2 separate regions of the Mus musculus genome follow, and region 2 is linked to region 1. A link is a contact called in public Hi-C data. All regions are on one chromosome and are shown on one strand. Each heading gives the region's core, a stretch centred on a gene start, on an enhancer-like site or on the middle of the called end of the contact. The rest is flanking DNA. Distances are from core to core; before and after follow the strand shown.

Region 1 (5,750 bases), core at 925-3,424:
TCCTCCCCACGTCTTCATTTTTCACTGGAAAGCTTATATTTTATGGTTAGAATAAAGCCTGCTCTACTGGTACCATTGCTTAGCATGCAACATCTATAGTTTAACATTGCAAACAAACGCTGCCTCTTGTTTTCCTGGGAGTGACAGATTTGTTGCACTCATTTTGAAAAACTGTCTGCTAAATATCCACATCTGAGTGATCATAATTAAGCTCTTTTTTTCCAAATAAAAGTGTCATTTTTTTTGAAACTCTGGTCTATAGTTTATTTTAATTCCCCTTAGTTTTCAATGCAGAAAGTAAGAAAAAGTTATACTTGTCTGAACTGATTACATGCAGTTGGAAAGAGGCATTATGAAAATTCTAGATATAGCAACAATCAATGATTTCTATTACTTTATCAAAATTTGCATGAAATTGCCTTTTTTGGGGGGGGTGGTTTGAGACAGGGTTTCTCTGTATAGCTCTGGCTGTCCTGGAACTCACTTTGTAGACCAGGCTGGCCTCGAATTCAGAAATCCACCTGCCCCTGCCTCCCTAGTGCTGGGATTAAAGGCATGTGCCACCACGCCCGGCCTAAAATTGCCTTTTTTTAAAAGAATGAAATTGTCTTGATTAATAGCAAAGGACTTAAGTGTGGGAATTCTGTGCACATGAGAAACACAGGGAACATGTTCAACCATATGTCTGCATTATCATAAAAAGTAATTTTTAAGTAATTTTAATTACATTCTCTCTCTTTCTCCCCCCCCCCCCCGTGTATGTCCTGGTCTATATAATGAGTTCAAGGCTAGCTTGCTCTGTGTGAGTGTGTGTGTACTCTGTGTCCTGTTACTTATGTGGAGGCCAAGAAACAACTTACATGAGTCAATTTTTTATTTCTACCAAGTGGTTTCTAGGGGGAAATTCAGTTCCTCAGGCATGACTGCAAGCTCCTTCACCAAGTGAGCCATCACACAAGGCTCAGAACTTAACTTCTTGGAAAAATGTAAAATCGTTTCTCCTGGAAAACTCTGGACTATAATTTGAGGTAGCAATTTGTTTTGTGAAAATATTCTTTCTTTCTTTCTTTCATCCTTTCTTTCTTTCTTTCTTTCTTTCTTTCTTTCTTTCTCTCTCCCTCTCTTTCTTTCTTTCTCTCTCTCTTTCATTCTTTCTTTCTTTCCTTATCTTTCTTTCTTTCTTTCTTCCTTCCTTCCTTTCTTTCTTTCTTTCTTTCTTTCTTTCTTTCTTTCTTTCTTTCTTTCTTTCTTTCTTGTTTTCTTTCTTTCCTTCTCTTTCTTACTTTCCTTTTCTTTCTTTCTTTCCCTTTCTCTCTCTCTTTCTTTCTTTCTTTCTTTCTTTCTTTCTTTCTTTCTTTCTTTCGTTATTTCTCTCTCCCTCCCTCTCTCTCTCTTTCTTTTTTTCTTTCTCCCTCCCTCCCTTCCTCCTCCTCGTTCTCCTCCTCTTCCTCCTCCTCCTCCTTCTTCTTTTCTCTCTCTCTCTCTCCTCTCTCTCATTCTTCTTAAGTAAAAGCAGGATGATCTCTGACAGTTGAGGAAGGCAACACACTATCATAAACACTATACCAGCACTTACTGTAAGTTGGGGACTGAACGATTTTGTGTTTTGCTGAAGTAGATATTTCTTACATCTGTATCCCAGGTGACCTAGTCCAGGGTCCCTTCTACTAAATTTCTCTGATAATTTATCACTCTCTGGATTTGGAGGGAGGGGCACAGCAAACAGGTAGCTATGGGGAAGGAGGACAGCTGGTCCGCTCTTCGTACTGTGTCTATGTGTCAGTGGATGATAACAGTTCCCGTGACTTGATAACACCAGTATACTTTGTGGGGGTGATTTGACTCTAAATAGTATTCATCTCTCAGGCCTCAGCTTTTAGGGAAACCTCTTACTTTATTCTCTTCTGCCTGCCTACTGGTATTTCTGGTTAAATTCAGTCACCTTCTCTGGGAAAGTAGTTCATTACCCTTGAAGCAAAGATACATAGATACATACGTACATACATACATCTTAGAAAGAGCAACAGCCAAGCTACCAATAGACATGGATCAAATGAGCTTGGGGCAGATACTGGCAATGTCTCAGAAATGTTTTCCTGATTTCCAGGGAGATTGCTCATATGAAAACTAAATGATGCTTGCCAAAGCTTTGGCTGATTCCAGGGTGAGATGTCCAAAGTCTACAGTATAAACTGTCTTTCCCAGTTAGTTCAGCCAAATCAGGATGGTGGAAAAGTCAGACTGTGGTAGGGCCGATTGGTGAATCCTGACTCTATGAATACATGGAAAATTGAAGTTTCCAGGGAGGTGTAATTGGCACCTTAGAGGAGAGCCAAATTAACTTTTAAAAAGCCGAGAGAGACTAACAATCCCTGGAGAAGACTAATTTTGGAAGCAAACCTGTTAAGAGGACACTGGTCAGTCCAGAGGACAAGTGGCCCAATGACCTAATTACCAACTCGCAGGGAAAAAATGAAACCAGTCCTTGGAAAATTGCGTCAATATCATGACCTTTTGTGGGCACTATTTTTAAAAATACCCATGGCTATCCTGAAAATGTTCCTTTCTTCATGACTAACCACATGCTGAAGGCCAGTTTCATTTTCAAAATACAATAACAAAGTTCTTCATGTTTAAGGAGAATCCCACTGAAAGTTCTAGGCTTGAAATTAATTGAGTAGTTAATGAAACGAGTGATTATAGCTTCCCCTGAAAATTCACTTGTGTACAGATGTGATCAGCTCCTCTCATTAATAGATTGGCAGGCCAGGGAGTCCATCCATTTTTTTTTCAGGCCAGACCTCCCTTGCAAGAACATTATTATTTACTGTTGCATTCAAATGATCTAACAAGTGTTGGGAAGAGAGCTCAGTTAATTATATGTTTATGGTGTAAGCATGGATATCTGAGTTCAAATTCCCATCAACCTCACAAAATCTGGGCAGCATGATACCCATCTAGATAGCCTTGAGACTTTGAGGAGGAGGGGCAGACACAGGAGACACCCTAGAGTTCAACAGAGACCTGCTTTAGATAAAAAAAAAATAACTAGAAGTTCAGTGAGATGTGCTGTCTCAAAAACTAAGCTGAAGAGGGCCTGAGAAAGCAATTCTATGTCAAACTTTGGCCTACGTGTACACATACACACATGTGCATGTGCACCAACACATACATATAAATACATCACATACATGTACAACACATATACACACTTAAGCACGTGTACACACATATCACACATACACAAGAATAAATGAATAAACAAATAAATACGTGTTCTATCAATTTCTCTTATCTGGATAGATGCCTTTAGTCCCTCTACCTTTAAAAAGAAAGCCAGAAACATGACCCTAAAAAGGAGTGGGAAATTGTCCAATGGGCCTTACTCCAGTGTGTGTGTGTGTGTGTGTGTGTGTGTGTGTGTGTGTGTGTGTGATCATGATCCTGGAGCCACAGAGGGAAATGCATCTACGTGCAGGTAATGTGACGCCGGATGATACATGAATTGGCATTGATAATCAATAAGCTCATAAGTAAATTAATATTCAATCAACAGCTATACGTACACACATCTACACTTTATCGTATATCTGTGTGTATACATATATGTATACACAAACACATACACACACATATGAAAGAGAGAATTTATTAGTCAACTGAACAAGAAATGACTTCAGATAGCTGACAGTTTGGAGGCAAAGGCCAATCAGTAAATGTTTGTTATTTTGTTATGTTAGATACATACATTCTAGAGACAAAAGAAAAAATTGCTAGAATAAAGCTAAGCCAAATCTTGAAACATAAAGATGAAATATCCGTGAGAAACATATCACTCAGCTCAGACAGCCACATGCAATCTTCAGATGATTTGAATAGTTTCCCTCATTCTTTGCAGAAAGCCATTCCTGAAGGACCCACTTATGAAACCAAAGCATTCATTCACAAAGAAAGGACAGCTTTCCAGCCTCCCTCCTTCCTCTGGCTGATTAGAACACACTGGGGCTTCTCAGGCTACCTTAAACTCCCCTCAGCTGTTTGTTTAGAAGTGGACTCTACACCTGCCCTCATGGCTTCCAATTCTCTGCGGACATTCTGATACTCTTCCCCTCTGCGACTCTCCCACAGCTCCTGGAATCCTTCTCCTTGGAAGATATGATTGTCTCAGCAGAGGCAATGGGCACGATTTCAGAGCACAGGGTTTGAAGTGGAAAGGTTTTCTCAGGGGCTTTATCAGTCTGACCATTGTTGTGGTTTGCTTGCCCAAGCCAACCTGGCCTTCTAATTCCTCAGCTATCTGCCTGCATTTGCAACAAACTTCACTCTGGGCTTTTCTTTCTTTCCTTTCGTTTCTCTCTCTTTTTTTTCTCTTCCTGTTTTGAAGCCCACCTGGATGTTTTGTTTCTGGGCCCATTTTCTTGTGAGCAGCCCTTCTGAAATTTTCCCAACAGAGCATAGTGATTTTACAAAATTGAATGTCTCTGGGTCTACCTTCTTAATAATTTCAAGTCTTCTTATTCTACTGCAACTACATCATTAGCTTTCATCTCTTATGTGGGTCAGCTTCCTTGGGGCAGATGTACCTCAGTGCCTTTTGTGATTAATGTTCTAAAAACACTACTCTATAAATTATAGGTTCCAAAGGCTAAGGATAAGAGGAGAGAACTCTTATATGCTATGCAAATTCTCTTAATAACAGAAGTATGGAAAACATTTTATCAAAACCCTGAATGCTGTGCCTGTTGTCTTGGGGACACTCACTTGATAGAAGACTCTAAAATAATCTAAAACCTTGGAGCAGTGCCCCTTCCATGTCAGGAGCAGCACTGACCCAGAATCATTTCCTGCTCACACACTGTTGTCTGTATTATTCCAGGTAATGATTTACTGGAGAGAGTTCAGAGAGAAGCTGTATTTATTTTACCCTACACCAGTCAATTATACTTTCTGATTTCTTTTAAGGCTCAAGAACACATTTGTCAAGACCAATCCTCAGTGGTCTACAAGATAGACATTTTTCCCCCTTCCACAGAACGTGTGTGCCAGCAGGCAGACGTTAACAAATGATGACAATGTTTAGGAGAAAATTAACTCAGAGAATGGGGTGTAAATTCTGCAACAGAGCCTAGGAGGACCAGGGGATATAGTGTTTCCAAAAGATCCTGATTTTTAATCGAAGAACAACAGACATTGAGTATGTAGTTAGAAGGGTGGTCAATATGAAATTCAAAGCTGAAAGATGGAGCAGTTGGGGTGTGGTGAAATGAGAGGGAAGTTTTAAGAAGTAGAATGGAAAGATAGATACTATGCTAAGGATTGTGGATCTTGGGCAAGTGCCGTAGAAATCCACTGGATGAAAATGCACAGTCCCAAATGCCTGTTGGTTGCCTTGTCTAGTTAACCAAACATAAAAAATAACTCTAGATTAATAGTGTATCTGCTGGATCTGAATTATGCTGGCCTCTTAATTCTTAGTGTCACTCAAAGTCCTAGCCTGCAATCCACCATCTCTCCCTCTCCCTCTCCCTCTCTCCTCCTCCTCCTCCTCCTCCTCCTCCTCCTCCTCTTCCTTTCTTCATCCCCCTCCGTTCCCTCCTCCTTTTTATCCCTTCAGCAATGAAGCTATTATATCTTTTAATGGAATGTGTGTTGAACAAGAATTCTGTCTGCACTGCAATGGATATTACTCTGGATCCTGCCTAAGAGTCTACAAATGGGAAATTATCATGCCCTAGCTAGGTTGTCTTGTT
Region 2 (5,884 bases), core at 3,063-5,562, 500 kb before region 1:
TGGGTGATCGTCACTGACCTGAGACTTCCGTTTGATTGGACACACTTTCCTTTCAGCTATGAACTGATCTGTCCACTTTCTAGAGTGGAGACCCATTCTGCTCTGACTTGGGTCTGCTGTTAAGTAGCCCTATCCAACTTGATGTACAATGAAATCATGGCAAGTGGCCTTCCTCGCTCCTTTATTTTGTCTTTGTCTTCTATTGTCTTCCTACCGTTTAAGCTTCTCTGTAAGCTGCAGGGTCATGGCAGAAGGAACACCACTTGAGTTAGTGCTGAGTTGATAACCATGTTGTATTTCAGGTGAGGGACTTTAGCACACAGAATTACTTGGGAGTGGGGGTGGAGAAGCCAAGATTTAGGTCTACCTAGCCCAGCAGTTCTTATCTGGGGTAGCTTGGTGAGTAGAGGCCAGCTGTACTACTAAAGACAATTAATGCACAAGAAATCCCCACCTCCACCAGACGGCAGAGTGACCTGATTCTCAGTGTCAAGGCTGTCACAAGTTAGGGCACCTTGGTTAATGTCTATAAGATCCCACAGTGGTAGGACAGTTCTCATGACTCAAACACGGTATTTATTTTTGGTGTTAGATAAAAGACAACAAGTGTGGTTCATGTGTGTGTGTATGACTGTGTGTGTGTGTGTGTACCCTTAATATCCTCCCTTATTTATGATGCTATTCTAAGGAAGATATTCTATAGTCCTCACTGGTAATGCACCTGGATATGTGTAGCAGGACAGAATCCTTTAGATAATACAATCCTCTTGCCTAAAGCTAAAGTCATGGATCTAGTTGCAAATGTCCTGGTGGGCTATCTCAGAATACCCATCACTCACAGCTGCCAAGCCAAGCCAAGTCTCCTGGCATTATGGGCCACTGTTCTTGTGACTACTCCTTAGCACTTCCCCACTGTCTCTGACTTTGAGCCCGCAGACCAAAAGTGAGGCACAGCTGGGCTGTTTGCTGGTGCAGAGGTTATCAGAGGGCAGGAAAGCTCATTTCCCTACAACTAAAAGTGGGTGGGGCCTTACAATGGTGAGGAGGCTTTGCTCTGCCCAATCTGTCTTCATTTTCTACAGCCTTTTATGACTCGGGTTTTAGAGAAACACAACCGTGCTTCAAAGGCTCGATTCTGTCAATTTCCCTGCACCATATGTTCTTATTAAAACATTTACGACACTCTTTATCTTGAGATTATTATGTTAGGATTGCCAGTGGTTAATAAGACATGATACAGCCCCCAACTTAATGTTGATATATACATATATATTGTATATATATATGAGTAACACATGTGTGATTTATATCCTTTCCAAAGATAGTCCACAAATACTCTGAACAACAATAAAATTATGTTACCATGTTTAATTGCTTTCAGAGTTGAAATAAATGTATTTGTAGATAGCTGCTGGACTGCATTCCTGTATTTATGTATTATCTATCTATCTATCTATCTATCTATCTATCTATCTATCTATCTATCTTTATGAATGTCTGAAGAACGCTTCACTATTCATAGCACCAGAACATATGGTTTAAATGTAATTGCAACTTCCCTGTTTAATACCTATGACCTCTGGTCTTGGTGAGCCCTTTTATGACACTAGTTTAATGTAAGTGTACTATGATATTCTGGACAAAAGTGATTGGACCATCTGATTATAAAAATGATGCTCACTGTAAGAGAATTGAAAAACTCAGAAAAGAAAAAAATATTTATGGCCCCTTCTACCCATGTACAACAGCATAATGGGGTACACTAATAGATGCTGCTTTACACACACACACACACACACACACACACACACACACACAGAGGTAAGCCACAGGTATACATATCAGGCAATTCCATTATGTATATAAGTTGCATATGTCTGTTCACAATGTGCTTTGAACACTGCCTCATTTCAACCTGTGACTTTTTTTTGCATGGCTTTGAGGGTCTGGAGATAGAGCTTTCTAAGGGTCCTGCATACGACTTAGTCACTCCCAGCTGCTTTCAGGTTTTTACTATTATAAACAATGCTCTTCTGAGCTTTGCTGCCCGACCTTGCAGATTTTGTTAGATGGAATGAGATGACCCACGTGAGGCTCTTTGCTGCATGCTTAAAGACGTCCAACATGTCTCCTCTCTCAATGTTCTCTCCCTCCACCTTCTTTTCCCTATCTTCAACAAATTTTTCTTTTCCTTTAAAATTAAAAAAAACATCATTTCATTTATTAGTATTAGGGGTGTGTGTGTGTGTGTGTGTGTGTGTGTCTGTGTTAGTGTTGGTACCTGTACCGGGGCATGCCTTTGGAGTTCAAAGGTTAACTTTCTGAAATCAGTTCTCTCCTTCCAGTGTGCGATCCAACCATGGAATGCTGGTGAACAGGTTTATGTCCCAATTAGGTCAGTCTGTTTTTGTTTTTCCTATTTTGATGATAAAGCACTGGAAGGGTGACTCCTGATAGGCACAATTTCTAAGAGTGTGCTATAGGGCCACCAACCAGCTTTCTACCCCTTACTTCCCTTTGTTAGAACTTCCTTGTCACTGAAGTTGGTGCTGTGCCACAACGAGGACACACTCATGCAAGTCCAGCGTGTGTGCAGAACATCTCCTGCCCGAATACCATTTGCTGTTCCTTTGTTTTCTCCATGCTGTTGTCCGCAGTTGTCTTTTTTACCTTACACAATTTTCTTCTACTTCTGGGCCACATCGGTATACGTCATGTAGATATGAAACTACACAAACTCTAGGACCTACAAATGAGACCAGGAATGGCTTAATTCACTTCATGACTATCTCCGGTTATGGACATTTCCCTGCAAACATAACTTCGTTTCCATGTTTAAATGAAAAAAGACAAAAGCAGTCCCACTGTGTGTATACCACTGTTTCCTTACCCATTACCATCTTACTGGCACCCACCCCCACTTTGCATGTACAGACTTTGCATCCTATGGGTAAATTCCCAGGAATGATGTAGCTGGGTCATATAGTCGGTCTATTTGTGTTTTTTTTTTTTTCCTGATGTGCTTTCATACTGATTTCCATAGTGGCTGGACAATTTTGTTTTCCCCCAGAATTCAAGGCAATGTTTATTTCCATGTCCAGTAATGTGATGTGACCCTGCCTGCTGATTCAGGGGTGATGTCCCATCAGCCTCTGCCTTAATCTTAGCTCAGGTTCAAGTCTGAGAGGGGAGGAATGAAGGTATACCCCCCCAGCCAGCTATCTATGGGTAAGGAAGCAGGGAGAGAGAGAGAGAGAGAGAGAGAGAGAGAGAGAGAGAGAGAGAGAGAGAGAGAGAGAACAGGTTGAACAGGTTACCATGGTAAGTCCTTGCTGGCTGGGGTCACACAGCTTAATCCCTCCAGGGATCCACTTGGTTCCTGAGTGAATCCAAGCAGGGTACATTACCTGCTGCATTTGTTCTAGGGGTCTAGAATTATGTGTGTTGTGAAAGATGAAATCCAAACTCCTATCTAGTCATGATGTCCATCTGATTTTGTTATATTCATTACGTTTAGAGAACTGGATCTGTGCGTCCCTTCCTCCCCTCCCCCTTCCTTCCTTTCCTTTCCAGGCTAAGATGGAACCCAGGGCCTCAGGCATGCTAGGCAAGTGCGCTACCAGTGAGCTATCCTTCTCTAACCTGCTCCCAGTTTATGACTTAAAGTTTACCTCTTCCTTGCAACTGAAATCCTGCTCTGAACCCTAAATGGCTTGGCTAAAGTCTTACATCTTACTCTTGCTCTTCTCGATCCTTATCCCTGGGGGAGATAGAGTCTACTCTTAGCCACATGGCCTACGGAGAGACACACTTTTGTTCATCTGTCCTGTCCACTGAGACTTTTGCTTGCCCTCCCACCTATATGAGCTAACTCCCTCAAATGTATATGGTACGTCATATTATAGGTGCATTTTCCATTTCTTTCTGAGGTCTTATCTATGTCTCTTCTTACAGCATCAGTCAGGGGGCTAAGTCAACTAATCTTCTGGTTAGAGCCCATCTTTCCCAGAATCCCCTCTGCTCCTCCCGACCCTGGTCAGCGCTCCCAGGTTCTCAGCCTGCTCATAAAACAACACCCTGTGGAGTGCTCTGACTATGTCACAGTCATGAAGAGAAGCAGCTGGCAGGAAGTATGTTAAATACACCTGGCTCCTATGGGAATCACAGCGTTAAGCATTCCCACCCTCCAGGGCCACCGTTCACAAGTGAACCTGATTGAGTTTTCTTTGATTGTGTGTTTGCCTGACCTGATCAGAGAGTTTGGGCAGGAGTTTCTGTTGACACTTTCCTTCACTTTGGGTAAACTTTAAACATGGCTTATCACAACCCTGACACATCAGAAAGGCCACATTTATCCCTCCTGCTTCCTACCTCTTCCCTTTATGAGGAAAAAAAAAAGGTCTAAAGGCTTTGGCGTTTTGTGCACGGGAAGAAAGTTGTTGGGGAGGTGATTTCTGGTGATGTAGTCTGGGCAGCTTTAAGTTATGATCACTACGAATTGATCCTCACTTTTATCTCCATCTTCATAATTATTTTTACCTCCCATAGGATAGGTATTCCTCAGGGAGATGCCACCATGTGGTTCTAAACCTTAGGGCCTGAGTCTGTGTCTTTGTGAGGTGCCTCAGGCTTTAAGATGACTATGCCGATGGGACAGGGCTGTCCAATCTCAGACTAGACAGATGAAAGCTCTTAAAGGTCTCTTCTCTGGTCCAACTCCTTACACAGAGCAGAAATTCTCCCCACCTCTCTCTTTCTCCCTGAGTACACACACACACACACACGTGTGTGTGTGTGTGTGTGTGTGTGTGTGTGTGTGCACTTGTGTGCTTGCACATGCACGTGCATGTGTTCATATGCAACCAATACCTGTAAAGGCAGAGGACAGCCTTGGGTGTCATGTGGTACGTAGGATGCCAGCTACCTTGTTCTTTTGAGACAGGATTGCTCACTGACCTGGAAGGTGTTGCTGAGAACGGACATCTTCTCATCACTGCCTCCCCGGCTCTGGGATTAAAAAGACGTGCACCCTACCTGTTTTAATCTCCCAGGTATGTTCTTGGGGTTGAACTCAGATATTCATGCTTGTGCATCAATCATTCCCACTTGACCCATCTCCCCAGGCTAGACTTTTAGTCTGTAGCACCTCACAACACCAACCATTGGTCTGTGTACATGGATAGAATAATCCACTCTGGGTTCAGTCTCACCGCGAACATCTTCTCCTCAAGTACCGCCACACTACCAATTACAGACCACTAAGAGTAAAAGTAGAAAACATTGTTGTGTTCACACTGAAGTTTATGTGAGTTATTCCTCAGCATGGATGTGACTGGACTGTGGGATAGGAGACTCGATAAAGCCCAGGATTTTCCTTCAGGAATCCAGTCTCTATATCTAAGTGTATAAAAAAAGATATTCAAAGCAGGTTTCCTACTAACAGTGATTTGTAACCTAGAAGGTGAGGAGTAATGGTCACCCAAACACTGTAATGATGATGATGACGGTGATGGTGGTGATGATGATGACGACGATGATGCTGTGTCTTGAATCCATCCTGGCAGTGACTGACTTGAGCTAGCTCAGATCTCATCCAGGGCACACTGAGGTTTGTGGATACTCCACTCATATTAATACCTTCCTTTGAATACTTCCTTATTATTTTTTTTATTTGTAATTATGTGTATGTGTTTGTCTAGGCGTGCACATGAGAGGCAAGAGACATTAGATCCCCTGGAGCTGAAGTTACAGGTGGTTGTGAGTCACCTGATTCCTGGTGTTGGGAACCAAACTCAGGTCCTCTGCAAGAGCAGCATGGCTCTTAGCCACTGAGTCATAGAGAAACAGAGAAGCCATTGCTCAAGTTCACACAGCTAAGAATGAG

The links. A called contact is a pair of places that touch in the nucleus more often than the background predicts.
Region 2: a Hi-C map of liver shows a contact between it and region 1, with 5 times the contacts expected there. The contact joins two enhancer-like sites. A contact is called at or near these places in 3 of 484 Hi-C or Micro-C datasets (all in liver) and 2 of 115 datasets of contacts at active chromatin or transcription factors (embryonic limb bud and liver).

What each region holds. Positions count from the first base shown.
Region 1 is chr11:112,215,930-112,221,679 of GRCm38.p6, reverse strand. No RefSeq gene overlaps it. Among named protein-coding and RNA genes, the nearest start is that of Gm39461, 61 kb to the right of the region's middle. Within about 2 kb of position 2,174, at least 2 of the 459 cell types and tissues checked have an H3K27ac peak or open chromatin away from gene starts, as enhancers often do. A contact at or near this core is called in liver, where this site is marked.
Region 2 is chr11:112,721,464-112,727,347 of GRCm38.p6, reverse strand. No RefSeq gene overlaps it. Among named protein-coding and RNA genes, the nearest start is that of BC006965, 13 kb to the right of the region's middle. Within about 2 kb of position 4,312, at least 5 of the 459 cell types and tissues checked have an H3K27ac peak or open chromatin away from gene starts, as enhancers often do. A contact at or near this core is called in liver, where this site is marked.